2 separate regions of the Zea mays genome follow, and region 2 is linked to region 1. A link is a contact called in public Hi-C data. All regions are on one chromosome and are shown on one strand. Each heading gives the region's core, a stretch centred on a gene start, on an enhancer-like site or on the middle of the called end of the contact. The rest is flanking DNA. Distances are from core to core; before and after follow the strand shown.

Region 1 (4,933 bases), core at 2,057-4,556:
CTGGCTGGCGCCAGAGCTTCACGCTGGGTTCCGCGTCCCAGCCTCCTCGTCCCGGCCCTTGCCGTGCTCGTCGCTGGCCCCGGCCACCTGTGCCGTCTCCTCCACTTCATTAGAGCCACTGCGTGCAAAACCAGGCCTCTCATGTTGTGCCAGGACGATGCAGCCATAGTACTCAGTAGTAGCAAGAACAGTAGCTGTGAAGTGATGGCAAAAGGAGACATACCTGTACGAGTACAAGACGATGCCGCCCGCAGTGGCGGCGAAAGCAACGAAGTAGATCCAGTCGACCTGGCCACGCGCATGCACACGCTCGGTGAGTACAAAAACATTTCTGTCGGCACTAGCATTTTGCTTGGAAACGACGAACTCGAGCATGCTCCATGACAAAACGAACCTTCTCATGGTAAGCGAAGATGCGGATGAGGACAGCCCACATGTCCGAGGTCAGGAGCGAGAGGTTCAGCATGGTCGCGCCGCATAACTGCAGTCAGAAAAAAAACCATGCATGAAAAAAATACAAACCGGCAGTCAGGACTCAGGAGGGCCATCGGTGAAGCTAGCTCAGCAGTCCCACAGTACCTACCTTCAATATTACTGGCACAGCCGAGTAGAACAGGAACATTGCTACCGCGAACCCGAGAAAAGGGAGCACCTGAAACAGCAGCAGCAGCAGCAGCCAGCAGAGAGAGAGAAGGCCATGCATGACAAGAAGGGAGAACCATTAGCAAGAAGACAAGAAGGATGGGATGGGTGGGGGGAAGTACTTACAGCACCACTAGTCCATGTAATGGAGTGAAGCTCTTCTCGCTCAAGTACACTACTGTTGCCATCATGTCAAGGAAACAACAGCAAAGAAGAAGAAGAAGAAAAATTTCCCTTGGACAGGAGGAGGGTGTAGGATATGGCAAAAAAAAATGGGCTAGAGCTACTTTCAGAGGATACATTTGTATGGCGCTGATAAGCGCTCCGAAAAGCCCCAGCATCGCCATCAGCTCCACCCTGTTGCTTTTCTTGATGACGAACTCCTGCATTGTTCCAGTGACACACCGACCGTGCATGTAAAATTTAAACACTGGTAACACGTGCGCGCGGCGGGTAAACCCAATATAATGCAAGCGGCCGGGTCGCTGGTTTTTTTAATTACCTCGGTGACATTGCTGCAGGCGTAGAGCATCGAACCAAGGATCACGAACAGGTCGCCCTTCAGCGGGTTAGGCCCTTCTGCAGAACGAAGATATGTCAGAATCTAAGAGGGAGGGAGGGAGGGAGGAAAGAACAGGTCGCTTACTGGCTCGGTCGGAGGCGTGGACGTCCGAGAACACGACCAGGATGAGGCCAAGCACGCAGACCCCGACGCCCAGGAACTTCCTCGCCCCGTACTTGGTCTTGAGGAACACCCAGGTGAGCAGGATGACGCACGGGATCGACCAGCAGTCCAGCAGCATCACGCTCGTCAACGACGTGTACTGGTACGACTTGACCACTGCATGCATTGCGTGGTTTAGTTTGTGTTAATGGGATCTGAAAAACGTAGTAGTTAAGTACGTGTACGTAGCTAGTATACGTACCGATGTAGTTGGCTTCCACGTCGATAATTCCAAGTATTAAGTAGTAGTACCATTTTATCTGCACAGACAAGGGCACGCGCGATCGAGATGCATTATGATGCTGCTTGGCGGCCTAGCTAGCCATAGCCGTGTGTTTTGAGAAACAGGAATCGGAATGCTTTCGAAAGAGGAGTCTGGTGGTTACAGTCTCTAATCTAAGGGAGAAAAGAATCAGAATCAGAATAAGCATCAATCCATCCTGCTGTGCTCCTGTCCTACACACCAAGATAACACAGGCAGTACGTGCGTGTTCATAATTCATAGTCGTTGTCGGCTACAAATTAAAGCAAGCAAGCTTCCAACGGTGTAGAGAGAGGGTCGGATGGGGGGGGCAAGAATCCGGCCGTAGCCAGCTACTGGTTGGTCAAAGTGGAATAAGGGCAACAAAAGGATGGACGTGCGATCGAGAAGCCGCGGATGGACAGGAATCAACGGGCCGGGTTCTTTTACGTCGCTGAGCATGAAACTGTATAGGTATAGCTCACTCTGACGTAGCAGTTGGAGCTGCTTTGAAGGATTGCGTTGCGTTGCGTACCGTGAGTGGCTGCCGCCGGTAGAGGAGGACGCCGCCGTAGGCCACGGCGAGGAGGACGTAGTTCAGGAGCGACTGCGAGGTGGGCGCGTTGATCCCTGCAAAATGTGGTGAAGCGTGTGTGTCAGGCAACTCACCACAAGTCTGAACTGAACTTTGTCAACTCGAAAGCTAGGAGTGTACATCCAACTGAAACCGAAACATTCGTTTTTTTTTATAAAAAAATCCTTTCCCCAGTGAAACGATTAGTCAAAGAGCCGAGCGAGGCAACTGAAACTGAAGCGCGGAACGGAAGGGGCGAAGGGCAGGCACGATGTGTAGTCGAAAAAAAGGGTTACAGATTTTATATTCTTTGGGAAAGAGAGACAGAGAGAGAAAATCTGTGTCGAGCTGGAGAAAAAGAAAGAAAAAAAAAGCGGCGCGAGTCTGCGGCAGAGGATCCAGATTCCCCGGTTTGCTCGCTCGCTGCACCACCGGAAGAGTCAAAAGCGCAAATCTCTCCCGGGAGAGTTGAGATTTCGATCGATTTCATCTCATCTCTCCACGGAGACGTGATCCCTCAACAATTCCCACAGTAGGCAACACAACAGTACGGAGCACTCGCGGTCGTCGTCGTCGGCGGCGGCGAACCGATCGACGCGGCGTGCGTAGACTAGTGCGGTGCAGCGGTAGTACCTCGGCGGGCGAGTTCGGAGGAGGCGAAGCCGGTGGCGGTGATGAGCAGCGAGACGAACTGGCCCAGCGCGAGGCCCAGCAGCGTGTCCCGCCTCACCCACCGCGCGCCGCACGCTGCTGCCGCACCCGCGTCCGGCGGCGCCATTGGTCCCCTCTCTGCTGCCTCGCCCGCCGCCGGGAGATCCACCAGGCGATCGGCGGCAGGCGTCCCCTCCCCTCCCTGTGTGCGCGCGCAAGCCCTTGTTCCCTCCGTCAGCGCTAGCTTGCGCGGTGGTGCAAGCTGCCAAGGCTGCGTAATTGCCAGACAGCCCCGCACCGCCCGCGCGCGCTAGCTGTACCTGTGTTGTGTGTGCTCTTCTGGCCTTTCGCAGCGCAGCGCAGATTGGATTGGGCGCGGCCTTGTTGCTGCGGGGCGTTTCTGCTGCCGTCGCTTGTGACAAGACTAGAGATGGCCAACAAGCACGAGAACCACGACATGAAGCCTGCTGTCTGGGGTCGGTCTGAGCCTAGCACGGCCTGATTCCATGCGGGTATAGATGGCCAAAAAGCACGAGGCCCGTGAGCCCGGCACGAAGCCCGCTTTTTGGGCCCGATCCGAGCCCGGCACGGTAGAACAAGCGGGCGGGCTTGGACAGGAAACTAGACACGGCGGGCTAGCCCGGCACGGCCCGTTTACCTCTAAGCCCGTTAAGCCCGTTTTTTTACACTAAAACGTGTTTACCGGTCCGTTTAGCCCGCTTTTTGGCCCGTTTTTTTCGTGCTAAACAGGCCGGCCCGGCCCGTTTAGGCCCGCTGTGGGCCGGGCTTGGACAGAAAATTAAGCCCGCTGGCTCAGCAGGCCCGGCCCGGTTTTTGGCCGGGCTTCACCGGGCCCGGGCCGGGCCGGGCCGGGCGGCCCGTTTGGCCATCTCTACATGCGGGTCTGGCCGGCTCGACACGAATAAACAGGTCGGGTTTGAACAACAAACTAGGCACGGTAAGATAGCCCGGTACGACCCGTTTACCTCTAAGCTCGTTAAACCCGCTTTTTATACTAAAAAGTGCTTACTGACTCGCTTAGCCCGCTTTTCGGTCCGCTTTTTTCGTGCTAAACGGGCCGTGCCCGCTGTGGGCCAAACTCGGACAGGAAATTGAGCCCTCGTGCTTAGATGGTCCGACCCGGTTTTCTAACCGTGCCTGACGGGTTGGGCCGGGTGGCCCGTTTGGCCATCTCTAACTAAGACCAAGAGGAGGGACGGGGTAGGGTATCGATGGCGATGAGGGTTGGTGAGTGACGGATGGAGTAGTTTGACAAAACGAAAAACAAGTAATTTGTAAAGATAAAATAGTGGAAGACGTAACTGTATTTTTTACAAAATACTGTAAAAATCATATCCGTAATCTGATTAAATCCGTAGTAATCCGCAACCAACAAGCCATACCTCTTTGTAATCGTTTGCCAAAGCATGTACTAGGGGGCAAAAAGAATCTAAATAGTGAAAGTCAAAATTAATCATTTTATTATTGGACGAGAATTCTCTAACTTTTCTTTTTTTTTTCTCTCTCTCACACAATTCAACCTCCTTTCGTGCTGACCGTACCTTTGTGAAAGACATACATCTAGCTTTCTCCGATCGAGCGGCGGATGGTGTAGCTTTGCTTTCATGATTGGACTGGACAGGACTGGAGGGCTCAGGGCTGACGGCTGAGGCGTGTGGCGAGACGCTCCTTTTTGAGACTTTGACCCTGCAAAAATACCAACGCCGCAGGCCGAGACCGTGTGTGTGTACGTGTGCTTTTTTATTTTATTTTATTTGTTCTCAAAAGCGTCTCCTCCTTCCATTCACACACAAAAGCGCGCTGTGTAGTACCTTTCACCGGTCTAGAGAGGCATCTTGAGGACTTTTTTTTTCTTCCTCTTTTCTTTGTTGCGCAGCGCATGTACAGTTCCTAGCTAGTTGAGCATTATGCTTGGCCGGCCATGACGGTGTTGCCCTTGCCGCCATGGAAGATTGATCCATACGGCGCTATGGTTTTAAAATTCAGAGGAGAGCACACGTTCAGAAGAAGCAGCACCACGCCTGCATCTCAGGTGCGTGACATGATGTGCCTATTTGTTTCGGCTTTTCGCAGCTTCTGG
Region 2 (5,779 bases), core at 1,118-3,617, 210 kb after region 1:
GATCAGTCCACACGAGTGACTCGATCACGCTTCACCCGAGCCTAGCCTCGGCCAAAGGCAGCCGACCTCGAGAGACTTCCGTCTCGCCCGAGGCCCCCTTTTTATGGCGGACACATCACCGGCTCGCCCGAGGCCTTGGCTTCGCTCAGAAGCAACCTTGACTAAATCACCACACCGACTGACCAAATTGCAGGGGCATTTAACGCAAAGGTGGCCTGACACCTCTATCCTGACACGCGCCCCCGGCAGAGCCGAAGTGACCGCCGTCACTCCACCGCTCCACTAGCCAGTCTGACAGAAGGACAGCGCCGCCTGCGCCACTCCGACTGCAGTGCCACTCGACGGAGTGAGTCTGACAGGCAGACATGCCTTGCCAAAGGCGCCACGGCAAACTCCGCTCCGCCCGACCCCAGGGCTCGGACTCGGGCTAAGACCCGGAAGACGGCGAACTCCGCTCCGCCCGACCCCAGGGCTCGGACTCGGGCTAAGACCCGGAAGACGGCGAACTCCGCTCCGCCCGACCCCAGGGCTCGGACTCGGGCTAAGACCCGGAAGACGGCGAACTCCGCTCCGCCCGACCCCAGGGCTCGGACTCGGGCTAAGACCCGGAAGACGGCGAACTCCGCTCCGCCCGACCCCAGGGCTCGGACTCGGGCTAAGACCCGGAAGACGGCGAACTCCGCTCCGCCCGACCCTAGGGCTCGGACTCGGGCTAAGGCCCGGAAGACGACGAAACTCCGCTTCGCCCGACCCCAGGGCTCGGACTCCGCCCTGGCCTCGGCCGGACGACTTCCGCCTCGCCCGACCCCTTGGCTCGGGCTCGGCCACGGCAACAGAAGGCAGACTCAACCTCGGCTTCGGAGGAACCCCCACGTCGCCCTGCCTAGGGCACAGACCGCCACGTCAGCAGGAGGCGCCATCATCATCCTACCCCGAATCGACTCGGGTCACGGAGAACAAGACCGGCGTCTCATCCGGCCAGCTCCGCCGGAGGGGCAATGATGGCGCTCCACAAGCTCTATGACGACGGCGACCCCCAGCTCTCTTACGGAAGCAGGACAACGTCAGCAGGGACTCGACCGCTCCAACAGCTGTCCCTCCATCAGGCTCCGCCGCACCTCCGACAGCCACGACATCACGCCAGCAGGGTGCCCAGATCTCTCCGGCTGCCACATTGGCATGTACCTAGGGCGCTAGCTCTCCCTCCGCTAGACACGTAGCACTCTGCTACACCCCCCATTGTACACCTGGATCCTCTCCTTACGACTATAAAAGGGAGGACCAGGGCCTTCTCAGAAAAGGTTGGCCGCGCGGGACCGAGGACGGGACAAGCGCTCTCTTGGTGCCGCTCGCTTCCCTCACCCGCGTGGACGCTTGTAACCCCCCTACTGCAAGCGCACCTGACCTGGGCGCGGGACGAACACGAAGGCCGCGGGACTTCCACCTCTCTCACGCTCGACTCCGGCCACCTCGCCTCTCCCCCCTTCGCGCTCGCCCACGCGCTCGACCCATCTGGGCTGGGGCACGCAGCACACTCACTCGTCGGCTTAGGGACCCCCCTGTCTCGAAACGCCGACAGTATTGTTCTCTTATGTCTTTGTGTGTAGGATACAAAGATTCTTCGAAGGAACTTTGTAATTGATCTATTAAGTTACGAGGAGAATTCATGCCGCTATGCTATCCCTCCAAACATACAACAACGACTTATCAGTATCGCTAAAAAAGATTAAATTAATGTACGGTTGTCGACATATTTGACTATTATTAGAAATTGTAAGACAAGTTGATTCGTTCAAAACCGATGGTGCATCAACAATATGCGTGTAGAACTACATATTTTTCATGTCTTCTTTTTCTCGTGTATTATTTTTCAAGTCCGAAGAAGATCTGCCATGATATACACTTTCTTGTGCAGACCACTTTTTTGTGTGCTTGCAATTGCAACTATATTGCCTTTTCGTCCTGTGGAGAGGTTAGTCCACCTAATGTTTTCAGGTCCCAGTGAATGCACAGACAGTGGCTTTGTTTTCTTTCCTAAACATTATAACACATTTGTAACCTTTTTCTATAATATTATACCATATTTGTACATGAGTTATTGTGATATTTTATCTTCCCGTTGCAACGCACGGGCATCCACCTAGTAAATGTAGTTAAAAAGGAAACGAAGGGAGTTTAACCGCGTTTGGCCATGATGGGTGTCATTCCCAAGAGCACCCCTCCCCTCCCCTCCTGTAGTCCCGTACTCCCGTCTCAGCCTCCAGACTCCCACGGGCCACGGCACAAAAAAGACCAAGAGAAACGACTATTAAACGCGCCCCACCCCGACTCGGGCACGCAACTCTACCGACCTCCGCTCACCGCCCCCTTTCCTCCTATCCCTCCCAGAGCCCCGACCCGGCCGGCCGGCCGGCCGGAACCCTAGCCTTATCGCCCCTCCCTTTCCCGCCTCGCCTCCGCGCGATCTCCCGATCGCCGGATTCGTGCCGCGGCTGGATGGACTCCGACGTGGAGATGAACACCGCCAGCGATGAGGAGGTGATGGACAACGATGACTACTACGACTACTGCTACAGCGACGTGGGCGACGACGGTGGGAGCAACAGCGGGAGCGAGGAGCTGGTGGCCGGGGACTACGACGAGGGCCTCGAGGCCGAGGGGACCGACGAGGTGGTCTCTAGGCGCGAGCAGGTGAGACTGATGCTGCGAGCACGAAGAGGCGGATAGGGCGATGCCTTGCTTATAATTTCTAGTTATCGCCGGAATCTTGGGGTTTGAGTTCGGATGTGTTGGAAAAGGCTGAAAAGGTCGCGTGCTCCTGCTTGAATGGAATGTTGTTGTTTTTAGCTCAGTTCTTCCATTTCATATGTGACGATATTTCTGTGAGCTGGGGATTTTGGCGATCTGGAGCGCTAGAGTGGTAGCAATGTGCTGGAGCGCTAGCGGGTCAGATCAATTCATTCATAAATCAGTGAAGTGTTAGATCGGTTCATAGACTTCTATTAGAACTGGTGGTATGGTGCAAATTGGTGATTATTTTAGTGCTGTGGAAGCTGACGCCTGTTTTATATGCACCGCTAAGTATTGATTTGTGTGGTCTTAATTGGGCTTTAAAGTAGCACTGCCTGAACTCCGTTTGCTTCTTAATCTGAGCGTTGATTTGTGTGGGCTGAATTTGGGATTAAGAGTTGTGCTGCAGGAACTTCCTTTGCTTCTTAATTAACTGTTAGTATCACTGTTATGAGCAACCTAGCAAGGGACTATGCTTTCCCCAAAGCTTAATAACTAGACGAGAGAGAGATTTAGATTAAATTGGCTTGCGTTATTCCTTCAACTTCCCGGCATATATAGCTGGCGTATTACATCTTATCAGACTAGGAATACGTAACAATTAATACTAGGACTCTTCCACTTGACTCGTACTAGGACTATGACCCAAGCTAAGATTCCTTTCCTCACTATAGAGTACTTCTCTAATTTAGTTTTAGCAAGCTGTATCTGGACTCCTTTATTCCTTTTGGCGCTGGCGCCTTCCATATGTCCTGCCCCACATAACATCACTCCTGCCCTCGATATACAGCTTGTCCTCAAGCTGGAAATCTGGATACCCCTGCTGAAATTGGTCAACATCTTCCCAAGAAACGGCAGAAGAGGGCTGATCCTTCCACTGAACTAAGATCTGCGCATGCCCCTGCATAAACGAGCTTTCAAAGCTTTTTCTGGCGTAGGCACAACAACTCCATTTTGAACTGGAGGTAGAGCAGGCAGCGTCTCCGGAGGATTTCCCACGAACTTTTTGATGACCATTTCAGTGCTGTGGCTGCTGACGCCTGTTTTATATGCACCGGTAAGTATTGATTTGTGCGGTCTGAATTGGGCTTAAAAGTAGCACTGCAGGAGCTCTGTTTGCTTCTTAATCTGAGCGTTGATTTGTGTGGGCTCAATTTGGGATTAAGAGTTGCACTGCAGGAACTTCCTTTGCTTCTTAATCAACTGTTAGTATCACTGTTATGAGCAACCTAGCAAGGGACTATGCTTTCCCCAAATCTTAAGAACTAGACGAGAGAGAGATTTAATCGGCTGAATTTGGGATTAAGAGTTGCACCGCAGGAACTTCCTTTGCTTCTTAATCAACTGTTAGTATCACTGTTTTGAGCAACCTAGCAAGGGACTATGCTTTCCCCAAATCTTAAGAACCAGACGAGAGAGAGATTTAGATTAAATTGGCTTGCTTTATTACTTCAACTTCCCGGCATATATAGCTAGCGTATTACATCTTATCAGACTAGGAATACTGGACAGCAGATCGTCTGCAGAAGAGAGGACTTAGCCATCCTGACAAATGTGTCCTGTGTGACCAAGAGCAAGAAACCATAGATCACATTTTGGTGGGGTGTGTTTTTGCTAGGAGTTTTTGGTTTCAGCTGCTGGGAAAGGTCTTACTCCTGTGGTGGGAGAAACTAAAATGGAGTGGTGGAGCAGAAGCAGTGAGCAGTTGCAGGGGATTGCTAAAAAGGGGCTCAATTCCTTGATTACCCTTGGGCTTTGGACTCTCTGGAACCACAGAAATGGATGTGTTTTTGATAGAGCTACACCTAGCCTGGAGGGTGCTATTAGAAGAGCTGAAGAAGAAATTATTATTTGGAAATTTGCGGGGGCCAATCATCTTGCCCTTATTACAGCTCACATTCCAGGTGTCATGTAGGGATCTAGGAGAGAGTTCAGTTGCTAACTTCATAAGGGAAGGATGCTGTTTGAGTCTAGATTGTGGGGCAGGATGGCCTTGTTTGTTTTTTTTCTTCTCCTTTTTCTTTTTATTTCTTTTTTTCTGTTGTGTTTGTAATTGGTCTAATTTTAGACCTTTCTTCTTAATTCAATGATACGCAGCTCTTCTGCGTGTTCGAAAAAAAAATACTAGGACTCTTCCACTTGACTCGTACTAGGACTATGACGGTATGACCCAAGCTAAGATTCCTTTCCTCACTATAGATTACTTCTCTAATTTAGTCTTAGCAAGCTGTATCTGGACTCCTTTATTCCTTTTGGCGCTGGCGCCTTCCATATGTCCTGCCCCACATAACATCACTCTCGCCCTCGAGAAACAACTTGTCCTCAAGCTGGAAATCTGGATACCGCTGCTGAAATTGATCAACATCCTCCCAAGAAGCAGCAGAAGAGGACTGATCCTTCCTCTGAACTAAGACCTGCGCATGCCCCTGCATAGCTCGGCTCGGCTCGGTGCGGCTTGGTCACCTAGCAAGCCAAGCTCGGCTCGGTCGCATTGCGAGCTTGGAGATCAGGCTTGGCTCGGGCTCGATTAGGCTCACGAGCCACCACACTAAGTCCAATTTAGAGCATAAATTGTATATTTTCATTATATATAAAATAAAAAAGTATGTACCAAAAATGCAGGAACATATTTTAAACTATATATAGCATTAGGTCCATAAAAAATAAGAAAATAAATCAATAACATAGTAATGTAACAGTGTCACAACATAAGTACTACATGATCTGCCTGGCTCGCGAGCCTCTCCGAGCTGAGCCGAGCCTGAGTGAGCTCGAGCCGGCTCGTGAGCCTCGAGCTTTTTTCCAGCCCTACCCCTGCATAAACGAGCTTTCAAAGCTTTTTCTGGCGTAGGAACAACATCTCCATTTTGAACTGGAGGTAGAGCAGGCGGTGTCTCCGGAGGATTTCCCACAAACTTTTTGATGATCATTTCAGTGCTGTGGCTGCTGATGCCTGTTTTATATGCAGCTAAGGGTGTAAATGGTACGG

Evidence for each region. A called contact is a pair of places that touch in the nucleus more often than the background predicts.
Region 2: a Hi-C map of leaf shows a contact between it and region 1, with 4 times the contacts expected there. The contact joins the promoter of LOC103654420 here to the promoter of LOC100193708 in region 1. A contact is called at or near these places in 7 of 25 Hi-C or Micro-C datasets (ear, endosperm, leaf and 2 more).

The regions. Positions count from the first base shown.
Region 1 is chr4:199,926,050-199,930,982 of Zm-B73-REFERENCE-NAM-5.0, forward strand. It overlaps LOC100193708, which reads right to left and starts at 3,307. Exons shown (of 11, transcript NM_001138800.1): 1 at 2,815-3,307; 2 at 2,143-2,237; 3 at 1,569-1,626; 4 at 1,289-1,483; 5 at 1,145-1,221; 6 at 943-1,025; 7 at 769-820; 8 at 584-652; 9 at 395-481; 10 at 224-288; 11 at 1-118. The coding sequence starts at 2,959. The coding sequence ends at 19.
Region 2 is chr4:200,140,759-200,146,537 of Zm-B73-REFERENCE-NAM-5.0, forward strand. LOC103654420 (probable E3 ubiquitin-protein ligase ARI8) reads left to right here and starts at 2,368. Exons shown (of 15, transcript NM_001328366.1): 1 at 2,368-2,691. The coding sequence starts at 2,497.